2 separate regions of the Arachis hypogaea genome follow, and region 1 is linked to region 2. Evidence: chromatin contacts called from public Hi-C data. All regions are on one chromosome and are shown on one strand. Each heading gives the region's core, a stretch centred on a gene start, on an enhancer-like site or on the middle of the called end of the contact. The rest is flanking DNA. Distances are from core to core; before and after follow the strand shown. Region 1 holds the start of LOC112696670 (large ribosomal subunit protein P2B). Region 2 holds the start of LOC112696668 (serine/threonine-protein kinase KIPK2).

What was found. A called contact is a pair of places that touch in the nucleus more often than the background predicts.
Region 1: a contact with region 2 is called in a Hi-C map of leaf, with 5 times the contacts expected there. The contact joins the promoter of LOC112696670 here to the promoter of LOC112696668 in region 2. A contact is called at or near these places in 4 of 8 Hi-C or Micro-C datasets (leaf and an unstated tissue).

Annotation. Positions count from the first base shown.
Region 1 is chr6:68,300,572-68,305,837 of arahy.Tifrunner.gnm2.J5K5, forward strand. It overlaps LOC112696670 (large ribosomal subunit protein P2B), which reads right to left and starts at 3,618. Exons shown (of 3, transcript XM_025749496.3): 1 at 3,398-3,618; 2 at 3,047-3,273; 3 at 2,776-2,968. The coding sequence starts at 3,485. The coding sequence ends at 2,942. It overlaps LOC112696669 (monodehydroascorbate reductase), which reads left to right. Exons shown (of 10, transcript XM_025749495.2): 7 at 226-347; 8 at 454-579; 9 at 707-847; 10 at 944-1,506. The coding sequence ends at 1,267.
Region 2 is chr6:67,989,815-67,994,888 of arahy.Tifrunner.gnm2.J5K5, forward strand. It overlaps LOC112696668 (serine/threonine-protein kinase KIPK2), which reads right to left and starts at 1,557. Exons shown (of 3, transcript XM_025749493.3): 1 at 1,273-1,557; 2 at 1-764. The coding sequence starts at 529.

The DNA of each region.
Region 1 (5,266 bases), core at 2,368-4,867, 310 kb after region 2:
GAATGGGACAGGTATTGAATATCTAAAAAAGAAATCGAGGATTCTCCAAGAGCTAAGACAAAAAGAATATAACATAGTAAAATCCACTAGAACTTGATCATCCTGATTTTATAGGTCGTACCTCGACTTATTAAAAAACCTTTTAAAAGGATTCTAAAAAGAAAGAGTACACCAACTTATTCCATCTCTTGATTTGTACCTGTAAGAATATAATTGATGTTGCAGTGCCAAGACTTTTTACCTCCGAGATAGCTGCTTTCTATGAGGAATACTATGCAAAAAATAAGGGGGTGACAATCATTAAAGGAACTGTTGCTGCTGGTTTCACTGCTAATTCCAATGGAGAGGTAATGTTGCCTGCGATCTCTGCCCTATTGTAATTTTTTTCTAAAAGGATGATTTGAACTTTGAAGTTGCTAATCCAACTTAGCATGATTTCCATATACAATTCAGGTAAAAGAAGTAAAGTTGAAAGATGGAAGAGTTTTGGAAGCTGATATTGTTGTTGTAGGCGTCGGAGCAAAGCCTCTAACAAACTTGTTTAAAGGGAAAGTTGAAGAGGATAAAGGTGGAATCAAGGTTTGAAAGTCAAATTCAAATCTAGAGAGGCTTATGGCAGTTTTGCTTGTTCCAAAAATGTGCTAACAATGTTTTATTGTCAACAATAGACCATGATGAAATTGTGTTAAACTGTTAATGGTTACAGACTGATGCCTTCTTCAAAACAAGTGTAGATGATGTTTATGCTGTTGGAGACGTGGCTACTTTCCCTATGAAAATGTATGGTGATATGAGAAGAGTTGAACATGTCGATCATGCTCGCAAATCAGCCGAGCAGGCTGTAAAGGTTAGCACATTTAACTGTCAATCTTGGCCTTGAATGTATCACTATAGTGGCATCAACAGGACAATTCATTTTGTAATAATGGATTCCTTGATGTAGGCCATCAAGGCAAAAGAGAATGGGGAAACAATAGAGGAGTACGACTACCTTCCATACTTCTACTCTCGCGCATTTGACCTGTCATGGCAATTCTATGGTGACAATGTTGGAGAGGCAGTGGTATTTGGAGACAGAGATCCAAAATCAGCAAAGCCAAAGTTTGGAACATATTGGATTAAAGATGGCAAAGTCTTTGGAGTATTCTTGGAAGGTGGAACCCCAGAGGAGAACAAGGCTATTGCCAAAGCTGCCAAAGTCCAGCCTCCAGCAGAAAATCAGGATCAACTGGCACAGGAAGGTGTTTCCTTCGCTACTAAATTATGATAATTATTTTCTGGTCTAAAAATAAAGTTAGATCATTAATTTAGGAAGAAATATCATACATATGCATGTCCTCACAATAGAAAAGACTTCTTTTGTTTGATGATGATCTTCCAATTGTTTTGCTGTTTATGTTCTTGGATGGTTTGGATAACAGCTATCAAGTAGCACTCCACTTCAACTTTATTCAAGACACAAGAAAAGACACAAAAAAGAGAGATACAACATTTTGTGTTCTTATATTCTATTTGGTGATAAACTAGAACAAATTATGAAAATTCAATTTATTCTCATTCTCTGTTTAACAATGATTTACTGTGTCCGCGTGTCAAGACACATTTTGGTGTGTATCAATCCTTATTCTTAACATGTATTTTTGAAATAAATTTAGAAATAATACATATTATTAATTATTAAAATAAAAAATATTTTAAATACTTTATATAATTAAGAAAAATATTAAAAATAATTAAAAAATTAATTTATATTTTAATATCAATAAAATACTAAAATATCAGTACAATTTATCTAAAAAAGTACTTTATATTTATATATATGCGTATCCCCATATCTTATAAAAATTTCAAATTCACATTTCACGTGTTGTATTGTATCATATCCCATATCAGTATGTTGTATTGTATCATATCCCGTATCAGTATGTTGTATTGTGTGTTTGGGAAAATTATAAATAATTTTTAGGAATTTTAAGTTAGAAATATTATATTTTTATGTTTGGTTCAAAGTTTGAAAAACTATTTTTAAATAAATTTGATTTCAAAATATCAAAATACTATCATTTCAATTCTCACTTTCTCTTTGAATATATGGAATCTGAATAACAAAACCACACATACTAAGAAGAATGAGGAGATTTCCACTTCACATGAAGGCTTCTTTCACCTGCTAACGTACTTTCTCACTTCTCTTTAGCCAATACCACTCTTTAGCCAATACCAATAGTGCAGCAGGACGCAGAGAAAATGTCTATCCAGTAATCCAGCATTTCAATTTCTAATTGTGACTATTTCGGATTATCATTTTGCTCTTGCATTACCTTGGCAAAGTTCTGATTGGTCTATAAATTACAATCCAATGCGGCCACGACATTTGGCAATGAGCTTTTTAATAAAATCTCTAAAATCATGTTCCTATATATCCTACTTTTAAAAGGCCTAAAATCTTAAAAATACAAAGCTTCCGTTTCTTAATATCCTGATCTAAACATATGCTCGACTTACAAAACCAAATCCTCCTGTAGTCGTGACGGTTAGCATTTTGTGGAATGGAATTAAATTTTGGAAGAAGCTTAAGCAGGGATTTCATTGGGTATTATCAGAAATCTATCAGCACATGATTTTACCAACTATCAAGTAATCTTTCAACATTAACACAAAAAAGATAATCTCGATTGTTAATTCAAACTAATAGCCTGTTAATTCTTGCCTATTCTAAAAACAAACTGAATTAAAGAGATGCCCATAGGCTAAAAATGAAGAAAGGCAAACCAAGAAATAAACTCATTCTGTGATTTCCAAATTGAAGTTCCATAACATCAATAAAGTCGATAAAAATATCAAACCAAATTCTTCCAACATATATCACAACAATTAACTAAAACTAAGATGCTCTAGATTGGCAATCTTTCCCGGGAATAAAAGTTGAAGAACCAACCACTTAGTCAAAGAGACTGAATCCCATATCCTGTAACACAAACAAAACAATCAGATTACAATAATAATAATAGTAATAGTAATTGTAGTAGTAATAGCAGTGACTTACATCATCTGATTCTTCCTTCTCTTCAACCTTCTCCTCTTTCTTTGACTCGGAGGCTGAGGGAGCAGCAGCACCTCCGCTAGGAGCAGCGGCAACGGCCACAGCACCGCCACCACCGGCAGGCACCGAAGCAAGCTTTTCCCTACCGGCGGCAATGACCTCTGTTATGTCTTTGCCTTTCACTTCAGACAAAAGAAGCGTTATCCTTTCATCATCAGCTTCAGCTCCAACTGAACAATTTCAAAATAAAAATTTCACCTTCAAATCACCGATCAAAATATTCCACAAATCAACAAAAAAAAAATAAAGAAAATAATATGAAAAAAAGAATTGGATTAATGGAAAACACGCTACCGCAGCCGAGGATGTCCTTGATGTCGCCGGCGGAAGGGGAAGTGTTGCCGCCGAGAACAGCGAGGAGATAGGCGGCGATAACCTTCATCTTCGTTCCAGAACAATGTGTCGCGAGTTGCAGTGGGATCTGACTAGTGAATTGGCGAAAGTGTTCTTTTGTTTTTTGTTTTCTTTTTTTTTTTGCAGTACTGCAAATTCATAAATAGGGTTCCATTTCGGCACAATAGCTTCTAGGGTTTTAGTACCCGTGACCGACCCGTATCTTCGGCCCTATCGGATACACTGGGGGCCTCTCTTAAGCCCATTACGAAGTTTCTTGCCGGGAAAAAAAATACCAATAATGGTTCATTTAGTTTTTTTTTTGTGGTCAATGTCCAAAACAGTTTTTTGTGGTCGGAATTCGGAAGTAACTTGGTTATTGTTCAATTTAATTATTAACTTTATCCGTCCAAAAAAAAAATTATTAACTTTATAAAAAGGAATTTTAAGATAAATAAAATAAATATAATATCACTACATTTTTATCCATTTTTACTTATTTTGTTATCAATAAAAACGAGATGAAAATTTTTGTTATTGCAAATGAAATATATTCCAAAAAATGAAAGTATATCTCTTATTATCTCGTTAACACTTTCAAAGAGATACATGTAATATCATATTGAGCACTATGCAAAAAAGAAATTGACCCGGACAAAATTTGAGTTCTACATAAGTGATTTTATGTAATGTGGTTGCATATTAAGCCTCAAAGGCTCAAATGTTCTCTTTTTCTTTTAGAAATTCTATACTTTAATCTGCTGAATATGTTCGAATGATGTTCGATTATCATAAAAAAATTATGCTGCAACATTGTAATGGTGCTTTATGTTAGGGTTGGGAGCATCAAGGTGGGTGCTAATCTATCTAAATTTGATAAGTGGGGCAAAGATGAATATGATGATTCTACATCACGAGTAGCACAACCAATTCGATGATTTGCGCCAATGCTTGACATGGAGGACAAGGATTATCACGATAAGAAAAGCAATGATACTGAATATCATTGGATTTAGCGTCGACCTGTACTGACGGATTTAGCATCAGTTTTTTTGATAGAAAAGAAGAGAAATTCGTTGCCAAAAAAAAAAATTACCGTCGGCATAGATTTTTCGTTGTTAAAATCGACGGTAATTATTCGCACGAAAACGTAATTCACCCGCGCCAATTTTATCATCGGAGTTTTCGTCAGTATATTCCGCCAGTATCACAGTTTAGTGAAACACGCCATTTTGGTAATTTACCGGCAAATTAATCCGCCAGTAAATTCGACAGTAAAATTAGGGTAAAATTAATGCAGAATTCTTTCTCCCTCACTTTTGCGAACACTTTATCTCTCTTCTCTTTCTCTCTCCCTTCTCGTCTTCTCTCTCCCTTGCCGTTGAAGTTGTCATCATCACCACCACTTGGAGCACCCATTGTAATCGCCGCTACATATCGTCATTGATTCTGCTGCTGTTGTCCCTGCTGTTAAGAACGCCACAGTTGCTGTTCATGTTGTCATCATTGTCGCCTCTGTCACCACCACGTTAAAGAGACCTTGCAGCCGCTATTATCAGATTTATTGTTGGTATGGTTATTTTATTTTTTCAGATTATTTTGTGAGTTTAGCATTTTGTTAGGATTTTTGTTAAATCAATGATTAAATTTGTTTAATAAAGTGTGTGATTAGGAGTTGTTGTATTAATTTAATGTAAGTAAAAATTAAATAATCTTAGGGTAGGTTAAGTACGGTTAGATTAAGAGTGCTTGAGTTGTTGAAAAATTTTAGTTGAGTTTAGTGAATGAGTTTCTTTCAATTGCATTAAACTTATGTCGCTTATTTTTGTG
Region 2 (5,074 bases), core at 307-2,806:
GCACTAGGGATATTTCAATTCCATTCTCTTTATTTTCAACCAAAGGAGGGCCAGATAGACTGGTTTCAGCTACAACTGAATTGTACAATGTTTGTATCTTCCCAACCTCTGATATTCTTGGAGAAGCTGTTGCTTTTGATAATCGTTTCATAGCAGCCATTTCTGATGCCTTAGAAATACAAAGGTCTCTTAAAGCCTGCTTCAAATTCACAGGTTCAGATGTCCCAACTCGCGGGGACCGAGAAACACCCACTGTGATGGGCTTTTTCAATGCACTTTTCATCTTAGGGCTTGTACCATCTTGAAAACGGCCCAAGTCTCTTGATGAAGATTTAAGAGTAATTGATTCAAATAACTTATTAATATCGTCGTCCAGATTGTCCTTGTAGCCCAGTTTCAGCACCCGAGGCTTCTGATTTTTCTCAGCCATGCTACACGCATTATTGGACTGATTACTTGCTGTAGTTTTCCCTGTATTTAGCTCGTCTGTTGCTTCAACTATTTCAGAAGTGCCAGAGAATGAACCCATTGCAAGAGAAATTGTTCTACCAGTTCAGCTTCTCATGGTAAAAGTAACAAAAAACAGTTTGACTCACAATGCTCGAGTGACTAATTCATTTCACCTGTATGGCTGTATCAGTCACCAATGAATCACAACTCAAGGAAGGCCAATAAGGGTACGCAAATCCAACACTTCTTCCTCCAAAACAGATACAAAAATTCAGGATTGTATCCACTGCTTTTACCAGATATGTTTCAAACCCCTGCTATAATGGCGAATAGTTGAAAGCATCATCAAAGCAAACGAAAACGTAAAATATGTATTCATTCAACTCATTCATATTTAGTAGGACATTGTCAAATTAAGCAAATAAATGGCAGTTCCCTGAATTTACAACCAATTCGCTTCCCCAAAATAGGCCACAGCAAGACCGAGGCAAAAAAGAATTCAAAATAAATAAATGATGAAAATGAAACTAAAATACACACACAGGGAGAGAATTATAAATCCAATATAACTAGGATGTACAATCCAACGGAATTAATTTCATTTTAATATTTCAGACACTAGAATCCAAGACTGTAATTTGTAGAAGACACAAACCCCAAAATAGTAAGTTCAAAAATCTAGTTCACAGATTCAAAGCACAAAACACCACTGTTGTCAGATTGAGAGGGTAACGATAAGAAATATATACAAATAAGCTGAACATATTAGCATTGAAATAAAGCATAACAAAAGAGAGTGGGATCGGAAAACAGAAGCGCTACCAGCATGTGGAAGAAAAGGCCAAAGAGAGATATTAACAAATTGAAGCTGAAGAAGATTCAAAACTCGAACAGTTGGAATTTGGAGAAGATGAAAAAACCCTAACTAGGCACGCATTGAGGAGATGATGGAGAAAATCTGAGCGAGATAGAGAGAGAAAGGAGGAAAGGAAGAGAGAGAGCGAAACGCCCAACGTTTGGAATGTGTTCAGCAGTGTCGCTGCCACTACGCACTACTGATTCTTTTGTACAGACACTGCCCCCACCGTATGTCAAGAAAAATACAGTATCCAGTATAAATTCAAAAGTTGTCATTATAAATTTATAATAATAATTTAGTTGTATTGAATATAAAAATAGTATTAGTAAATTCATTCAACTTAACTAGCTAAAACTTTTCTAGTAATACGAGTTTAAGGGATTTGAATATTATATAAAATACAAAAGAAAAACTTAGTTGTATTCGTATAAAATTAATAATTAAAAATTATTAGATAATAATTTAATTAAATTTATAAAATTATTTTTTAGTTATTAATTTCACATGAATACAAATTGTATATGAGTTTTCGTTAACTTTAAATCTACCTAAAATATTATTTTTGAATGAGAATATATATTGTATGTGACAATTTTTTTTTCTTATTTTACATTAACAGAAAGTTGTGGAAGTAGATGCAAAATTTTGCTCTACTTTACCAAGATTTTTTTGGGTGCTCTGTTAGAGTTTTATAGGAAAAATCATAATTTCCAACTTTGCTTACTTTCTTGGTTCATATTGTTCCAATTTATATGGCAATCCCGTCTGTTTCACAAACTCATAACCATGATCCTGGTGATAATGTGATAATGATGATGATCACATTGTTTAACTCAGTAATGAAGATATTCAAGAAGTGTTACATAAGTGTTCAAAAAATTTGGTCAGTAGACTATTATTAGATAAAAAGTTTAGCGGTGGAACCTTAGAGGCTGCACTCTACACTATATGGTGATAACTAGAAGAATTTAAAATCCTAATATGGGGGTAATATGCTCTAATTATTTTTCGACAATGAAATAGATCTATTGAGGGTAGAAAAGGGGGCTCTCTGGACCTTCAAAAATTACACTTTCAATCTATGTAGGTGGTATGAAGACATTCAAATTACTGAAAGTGAATTTTCTCGTGTCCTTATATAAGTACAGTTTTGGAATCTCCCGGAGCATTGTAAGACAAAGGATTTGGGCAGAAAAATGGGAGAATCTTTTAGGTGCTGTTTTGGAGGTTGAATTTTTCACAATGATAAAAAAGGAGGAAATGGTGTTGAAGGTTTTAGTGGAGTTAGATGTGACAAAGCCGCTGAGGAGAATGATAAAGATAGCAAGAAGTTATAGAAAAGTGATAGAGATAAAATTAAAGTATGAAAAAATTGGGAATTTCCGTCACTATTGTGGTTTTCTAGGGCATGAGAATCGCTGCTGCAACAAATTCTTAGGTGATACAGCGCATGTGTTTTCAGAAGACGTTTTGTGTAAATTTGAAGGGTTTGGCTGGGGGTTTGGTTGTACTGTGAAAAGAAGATAATGTAGTCCAGATTATTCAGCATAAAAATTTCTTCATTCAATTTGAATTGGCTGATTCAAAACTCCAAATTAAGTGAAAAGTTTAGGCAGTCCACCTTCACACCGATGAGAATAGAAGAAATGAGCAATTTGGTAAGCTGACCCAGCTATTTCAACAAGGAAGAGAATACCAAATAGCCGTTGGAGATTTTAATGCAATAATGGCATAGCACAAAAATGAGGATAGGAGACCAAAATCATTCACCTCTATCTAAAATATCAATGAGTTTGCTAATGAAGGAAACTTATTGTGTTTAGGATACAAAGGTAAGAAATACACATGGAGCAATATACAATTTGGTGGAATGCTAATAAGAGAAAGACTAGATAGGGTATAACAGTCCTACCACGCAGAGCTTTACACTTAAGTCGTAAAATAGAGGTGGTGAGATATTATGACTTCTAAAAAATATATATATAAATACGTAGATATAGTTGAAAGAATTCATAGTTAGGAGCCTTGAAGAAAAGTTGAAGCAAAATCGTAAAAAAAAAGCGCAACACACTCAAAAATGTAAAACCGGGTAAACAGAAAGGATAAACCAAAAATACACAGAGTAGAGTACCAAAAATACAGAATATCAAACTCCAGACTCGACCTCCGAAGCCAAGACTGGCCAGAGTATAATTACATACATACATGCATATAATCATATCCTAGAGTATCACAAAAGACATAAAATAAGCCCATAGTTCTCCAAAAAGTCTCTAGGAGGATTAAACATAAAGTACAAGTGAAGAAGAGTCTATATACATATATATACATAGTAATATGACAACATATAACATCCCCACTTCACTTGCCATAGGAACCTCCAGATGCTCACCGAGATGCATCTTGACCTGCATCTGAAAACAACAACACATGTATGGAATGAGAACCGGAGGTTCTCAACATGGTAAAGATGCCAACGTACATAAGATATAAGGTCTTGGAAAAGCCAGAAGTGATCCTAGAACTCGGACACTCAGATTTAAAACATAGAGTTATAAATTAAACCAGAAATAAGGTAAACTAACTAAGGTACTTAGGTTCTAATCCAATTATAACTTAAAACCTCAATTTTCATTCTCCTCCAACCCTCCAAAACTCTGGTGGAACAACCCTTGTCACTCTTCCGCCAAACAATGGATCTCTCAGTTGCATAGACATACAATACAGACAAAGAAAAATACAGATAGAATGTAATTACAACAGGTAGAACATATAGCAAATAAGCATAGATAATCAACTAAGCAAACCAAAGTAATGCACACTCAAACAAAACAAACAAATACATATGATGTATGCCTGCCCTACTGGCCGTGAGCTCACGTGTCGATTACTTTGCCAGAACCCGACACACCCGGTGGCAAACCCAGCTATCGTCTCTCTAACATGCCTCCACACTCTTGGGATATAATGCCCATTACACTCTTGGAATATAGTGCCCGCCACATTCATGTGATATAGTGTCTGTTGCATTTTTCGGGATAAAGTATTTCCACACTCTTGGGGTTTAGCGCCCGCCACGCTCATGAGATATAGTGCTCGCCACACTCATGGGATATAGTGCCCGACACACTTTTCAAAATAAAGTGCTCCCACACTCTTGGGGTATAGCGCCCGCCACGCTCTTGGGATATAGTGCTCGTCACACTTATGGGATATAGTGCCCAACATACTTTACAACAAAGAGAAAAAAGATGCAACATAGTGGAACAGATTATACACAATCAATATGCCCATCTCTAACATACTCAATAATTCAACGCCAGTCAATCATCATCAGTCCTTAATGTCATTATCATCATCAATCCATCTCTCACTCAATTGCAATTCATCATTATTATCATAACTGTTAATCACTTCTTATTTAACATCACCAACCCTTCGTTAATTCAATTAACACTTCACAAAACCCTTCCAAATGTCTCCTCCATTTATTTAATAGACTCACCCTCATTCTAAGGCTTAAAGGCTCACTAACGGACCTTAAACAAGTGTAAAGGAGGTTCGGAAGCTAGAGAATTGGTTTAGTATGCAAAAATCCCACTTTTAGCCAAAATAGGGGTCTCGCGTACGCTAGCGTTCGATTTAACATGTCCGCATACGTGAGCCAATTTCCGCGTACTCGAGATATCAAGGCAGTGAATGAATCTCGCGTCGTGTGTGCATGATAGCGTATGCAACCCCTCCTTTTTCTCAAAAAGCTACTAA